Regions from separate parts of the Zea mays genome. Here region 2 is linked to region 1. A link is a contact called in public Hi-C data. All regions are on one chromosome and are shown on one strand. Each heading gives the region's core, a stretch centred on a gene start, on an enhancer-like site or on the middle of the called end of the contact. The rest is flanking DNA. Distances are from core to core; before and after follow the strand shown. Region 1 holds the start of LOC103625942 (mitogen-activated protein kinase kinase 9). Region 2 holds the start of LOC103625946 (Tsr2248 protein).

Region 1 (3,289 bases), core at 652-3,151:
TACAATAATTTATTCAAAATATTCTTATTTGCAATAGTGTGTTTAATAACATAAAAAAATTAGCATATATATATATATATATATATATATATATATATATATATATATATATATATATATATATATATATATATATATCAAATGTATTTTAATAATCTGGATACTCATTTTCATCCCTAGCTAAGGTTCTATTGTTCTTAGCTAACAGCGTAGTTAGTTCCTTACATACCATCTAAATAACTATTAGCTGTTGGTCTGGTTCCAACTGGGTTGGTACGGTCGTACGGACGGTCTCAACAGCATGATAAAAGGAGGGACAATAATGCTGAGATATGAACGTCATTTTGTGGGCTGAGTTAACACTATTAAGGCTTGTTCGGTTGTACCCTAATCCATATGGATTGAGGGGGTTTAAATCCCTAGTAAGTCAAAATCCTCTCCAATCCGTATCAATCCCCTCCAATCCATATGGATTGAAAATAACCGAACAAGTAAGTGTTGGTAACAATATAGGGGCATGGAAGGCCATACATGTAAACTTTTAAAAGATAAGGATAAATGGTAGGGGGCAACCATGTAACAACTCTTTTCTCTAACACAACAAACTTCTTTTAATCTGAGCACAGCGTAACATCACTGGCTACCAAGTTTGTTACATGACCAGGAAAGTTATCTAACCAAACAAAAGATGCACCATGAAGCATACCAACTCCCTCGCTAGCTAAACAGTGAGCTACAACATTACATGAACGTGGTGCATGACTAATTTTGACAACACTAAAATCTGATGAGATTAAGAACTTGACCTCCCTGATCACAACACCTTTAAAGGCAGCATCCCAATCCTTTGATAACAGTGCAGTCTTCAGAACTTGACAATCAGTATCCGATTCAATGTACATTATATTTTTTTCAACTGCAAATTTTATTGCCTGGAAGCAAACGGTAGCTTCAGCTTGAAGGGGGTTTGCTAGGGATTGGATGTTCCTTGTTCCTGCTGCCAAAACTGCTCCAGTATCATCCCTAGCAATGAAGCCCCAGCCTCCAGACTTGGTATCTTCTATGAACGTCAAAATTGATTTTAAGAAACCTAGGACTCGGCCTTTTTGAATTATGCACTGTTTTATCTAGAGAGGCACTCTTTTTTTTTTTTGAAAAAAAATCCAAATATTTAAAGTAAAGACTCTGAATCTGCAGGCCCATCTGGCTAGCTGTTTTTTTACTTTGTCCAGCGTTTACTGCATTCCTTTCCTGGTAAATTGTCTACATGGTTGTTACTACTTTCATTTGTAACCCCTTTTGATAAAGAGTTACATTTGATTTCACGCAAAATGATCTCTTTATCTTTTTATATAGCAATATTAACCATGTTAGTCACGCGAAACTCAAGAGTGGTCTCGATTTGTGTTTTTAACTGGAAATTAGAGGACGGTGTAAAGCCTCTAGGTCGCGACTGATGGCACACGGCACTCGCAGCGCCATTAACAAATCAAGCCACGTTCATTCCCGAATGGAGGGCCTTTGTTGACTCCCTCCCTCTGTTGAATTCGGAACAACCTGACTGGATAGTACTGTATGACCTCTCGTTTCATCAAGCTAATCCATGGTGTAATTAATTTTGTAGGAAAAAATATGTGCAGGCGTGCTGAATTGCTAATTACTTACTGTGTAATCGTTAATGATTATCCTGGGGATCTTTTCGGCTGATCTGCCAGTTTAGAATGACACTGCTATTCTATGCTGACGGCGGAGGCGTCAAGATTGCGAGCTGCAGGATCATGCTGTCTCCATCTCCGTGTCATCCATGATCCATCTCATAGGCTAGAGTGCCCAAGGTGTTCGGAGATATATGCCCATTCGAACTTTCTTAACGCCTACCTGCAATGCAATGCAGTGCTTGCATCGAGCAGAAAGTTCGCCATCGTTTTCCAAGTAAAAAATCTGGGATAAAAAATGGAAAGAAATTAAATAAAAAATATATCGGTCCTTGCGTGTCACTCTCTATCATAATCAGCTCAAATGCTAAATTAATCGGACTGCTGAGTATAAAGGCATACCATATCTGTACCAAAAATCCTCCCTTTCCCATCTCAAGCTATTTTCCTGCTTAGTGAGCTTAATGGCTCTGACGGCCAGAGTGAGGAGGCTTCCCCAGTTGCACATCTCGCTCGACGTCCCCTCGTGCGCCTTCCGTCACCACAACCCGCCCGCGGCGGCCTCGACGTCCGCGTCGCGAGCCAGCGGTGAGTTCCGGCTCTCGGACTTCGACAGGCTCGCCGTGCTGGGGCGCGGGAACGGCGGCACGGTGTACAAGGTCGCGCACCGCCGGACGTCGGCGCTGTACGCGCTCAAGGTGCTGCACCGCGGCGACCCCGGGGCCGCGTCGGAGGTGGACGCCCTGCGGCGGGCCGACAGCTCGCCGCACGTCGTGCGGTGCCACTCCGTGCTCCCCGCGGCGGCCCCCGGCGAGGTCGCGCTCCTGCTCGAGCTCGTGGACGGCGGCTCGCTGGACGCCGTCGCGGCCCGGCGCGGGGCGTTCGCCGAGGCCGCGCTCGCCGAGGTCGCGGCGCAGGCGCTGGCCGGCCTGGCGCACCTCCACGCGCGCCGCGTCGTCCACCGCGACGTCAAGCCGGCGAACCTCCTCGTCAGCGCCGCCGGGGAGGTCAAGATCGCCGACTTCGGCATCGCCAAGGTCCTCTCGCGCGCCGGCGACCACTGCGCCGCCTACGAGGGCACCGCCGCGTACATGAGCCCCGAGCGGTTCGACACGGAGCGCCACAGCCACGCCGACCCCTGCGCCGCCGACGTGTGGAGCCTGGGCGTCACCGTTCTGGAGCTTCTCATGGGCCGGTACCCGCTGCTCCCTGCCGGGCAGAAGCCCAGCTGGGCGGGGCTCATGTGCGCCATCTGCTTCGGCGAGCTGCCGTCGCTGCCGGACGGCGCAGCGTCGCCGGAGCTCCGTGCGTTCGTCGCCGCCTGTCTTGAGAAGGACTACACCAAGCGCGCGTCTGTGGCACAGCTTATTGCGCACCCGTTCGTCGCCAGAAGAGACGTCGCGGCCTCCAAAGACGCGCTCCGGCGACTGGTGGCCGGGGCCTGAATTGACTGCGCCGCTTAGGCATTAGATTGACCACACAGCCGTATGATCGTACATTTGTACACATGTGCATAGCTCTTTCTTACACAGTTTAGTAATCTAAACAAAATATTGTAGAAGTCCAGCTGCTGCCGCAGCGAACAACTAACATGGAACACTATATGAAGACAAAAAAAAAGAGAACATGATTCA
Region 2 (2,937 bases), core at 239-2,738, 300 kb after region 1:
TGAACATTTTGTCTCCTCTATATGCTGCCTTTTACACGTCATGCTGATATTAAGTTATTGTGAATATAATATTGTATTGGCACATTGTTTTGTGCCATGGAACAGCCAAGGGTGGAAGCTGCTATGGTTAACGCCAGGATTCGGAAGACTGTTAAAGCAACACAAGCAAAGGTTGGGTACATTGGTCCTCCAGCTGACTTTAACTATGACCATGAACATCTTGGCACAGGACCACAGACCCTTGTTGAGATTACAGAGGGTCGTCATCCTTTCTGTTCAGTACTGCAATCTGCCAAGAACCCTGTCATCATTGCTGGAGCTGGATTATTTGAACGGGAAGACCAAGATGCCCTATTCTCAATGATTGAGACTGTAGCCAAGAGGTTCAATGTGACTAGACCAGACTGGAATGGCCTTAATGTCCTGTTGCTCCATGCTGCACAGGCTGCAGCTCTTGATCTTGGGCTTGTTGCTAATCCTGCCGAGAGCATCAAGTCAGCAAAGTTCTTGTATCTGATGGGAGCTGATGATATAAGCCTGGACAAGCTTCCAGACGATGCATTTGTTGTTTATCAGGGACACCATGGAGACAAGGCTGTCTATAGGGCCAACGTTATCCTGCCATCTTCAGCATTCAGTGAGAAGGAAGGCACCTACGAGAATACTGAAGGATGCACCCAGTGGACCATTCCAGCCGTTCCTACGGTTGGTGATGCTAGGGATGACTGGAAGATCATCCGTGCTCTTTCTGAGGTTGCTGGGGCTCTACTGCCTTACGACAGTCTCTCAGCTGTGAGGGACCGGATCAGTACGGTCGCACCTAATCTAGTACATGTAGACGAGAGGGAGCCATCCACAATCTCCGTCGAGGTGAAGCCGCCTGTAAAGCAAAAGGTCAGCTCGACGCCATTCAAAACTGTGGTGGAGAACTTCTACATGACTGATGCAATCACTCGAGCTTCGAAGATTATGGCCCAATGCAGTGCGACATTGCTGAAGAAGTGAGATTTGCACCCTTCGAGCTAATCTTCAGCAAACAACTTCTTAGTTCCCTCCCTTTTTTTTTTTACTTGCTACGAGTTTCGCCACCGTTGCTTGTTTTCTTGGGAGGTTTTGGTGTATAATTTGGACTGCCTCTAGATTTTCTTCAGAGCAGCAAAACCTGATCAGTACATCTCCGTGCTGTGTATGAGAAGCAGAGCATACTCAATAAGCTTGTTGCCCCAACTGAATCATCATACAAGTGACACAAACACATGATTTTGCCTTCAAATACTCGCCCCTTATGTTTGTTTGTAATGTGCAACTTGCCAAAAGATAGCAATCTAAATCATTGCTTGGTTAGGTTGTTAAAAGGATATTGCATGGTTATGTTGTTAGTGCGATTCAGGCGGTTAATAGTCTTGGTATTGTGTTTCCTAACAAAAAATTCACAGCTCTTAGTTTCTTACCTTGTTGCAACATCTATAAAGTCTGAGAGAACTTAAATTTTGTTAACGAGAGTTTGACAGCCGAGACCGAGACCGCTCGCAGATTACAGCTAGTTTCATCGTCCAGAACTTAACCAGTGGCGGCATGCTATGTCTTGATCTTGACATATAGTATACGCGGTACGCACACTGTATTGTCGCGTCCTCGTCCCTTGGCTGCCACACTGCAGAAACGACGACAGGTAGTGGCAGCACTCAGACCGCGCCTTATCCAACTGACTGACACCTCGCTCGCTCTGTCGCTCAGCCCTCACCCACCCAGCATGGTGCTCCAGCTCCACTGCGCCACACCGACCATCACCATCTCCCCGCCTCCCGCCCGCCCTCGTCACTACCCCCACCACCTCTACGGCGCCAGCGGAGCGCTCCAGGCCCCAGCTCGCGGCCTCGGGCACCTTCCCCGCCTCCTCGTCGGCGTCAGAGACCCGCGCGCCGACGGAGCGGTCTGTCACGTGAGGAGGCAGGTGCGGTACGACGAGGACGACGAGGAGGATGACGACGGCGAGGAGTGGGGCCACAACGAGGACGTCGCGAGGATGGAACGGTACAGCGAGGACGCCCGCGACCAGGCGCTCCTGGTGAAGGCCCGAGTGGACGACGAGGTCGAAGTCGTGCTCGTCTTCAGGGTACCCCGACAGACACTGACCTTACTATATGTTACAACGTTGTGTGCCGCTGTGACTGTGGCTCAAGTCGAGACCCATGGTTCGTTCTGTCGCAGGGCTTCTCGTCGAGCTTGAGCGGGGGAACGGCCGCGGATCCGGCGAGGAGCGTCCTGCCGGAGAGGGCGATCATACAGTCGGTCGACGTGGTGAAGGGGCCGTTTGACCCCAACAACATCGAGTACCTGGAGAAGGGAGTGGGATGGGAGGACTTCAGGAGCCGCCTGCGATAGTAACAGCACTAGCACATTGTGCTGTTGTTCTTTTAAGGCAATTTTATCTGCTTCCGACTGATCAGGCCATGCAATGGTCGTCCAAAACCAGAAATGTACAGTTGGTCATCCTATCCCACAATTTCATTTTGTAGCATCTGACAGATTGTCCAGCCTGGCACCCCACCCAATAAAAGTATGGAGGCCATCAAGGCAGTAAAATCAACAAAGAATACATATATACTCTTATATCAACTGGAGACCAGAACATCCTCCCATAACACAATCGCGTGAATGGGCCAAGACGGCCAAATAAGCATGTGTTCGGCAAAAGACTCGCGAAAATCACGTGCAAGGCCTCCAGGGTAAATTCAAATGTAAAAAAAGAATTGATCATTCTACTGCAATCCATACGTGTGCTGCTGCGGTTGTACATTCTACGATCCACCAGTGGCTGTCACAAACCAATCATTTCCATGCGACAGAGTCGATCTCATTCCTTGCAGATTTGTACAGCTCTAGCCTCTTGACCAGGGCATCCCTCTTCTCCATCAAAGCGGGGTCCTCGTCCAA

What was found. Hi-C and Micro-C count contacts between places; a contact is called where the count stands out from the background.
Region 2: a contact with region 1 is called in a Hi-C map of tassel, with 4 times the contacts expected there. The contact joins the promoter of LOC103625946 here to the promoter of LOC103625942 in region 1. A contact is called at or near these places in 2 of 25 Hi-C or Micro-C datasets (ear and tassel).

What each region holds. Positions count from the first base shown.
Region 1 is chr5:10,991,934-10,995,222 of Zm-B73-REFERENCE-NAM-5.0, forward strand. It overlaps LOC103625942 (mitogen-activated protein kinase kinase 9), which reads left to right and starts at 1,902. Exons shown (of 1, transcript XM_008646346.4): 1 at 1,902-3,289. The coding sequence starts at 2,120. The coding sequence ends at 3,100. The region is part of intron 2 of LOC103625943 (exportin-2); the gene reads left to right.
Region 2 is chr5:11,289,746-11,292,682 of Zm-B73-REFERENCE-NAM-5.0, forward strand. LOC103625946 (Tsr2248 protein) reads left to right here and starts at 1,489. Exons shown (of 2, transcript XM_008646351.4): 1 at 1,489-2,116; 2 at 2,212-2,619. The coding sequence starts at 1,754. The coding sequence ends at 2,385. LOC100191453 (NADH-ubiquinone oxidoreductase subunit) reads left to right here. Exons shown (of 5, transcript NM_001136886.1): 5 at 106-1,270. The coding sequence ends at 1,005. LOC100285153 (dynamin-related protein 1C) reads right to left here. Exons shown (of 16, transcript NM_001158047.2): 16 at 2,495-2,937. The coding sequence ends at 2,833.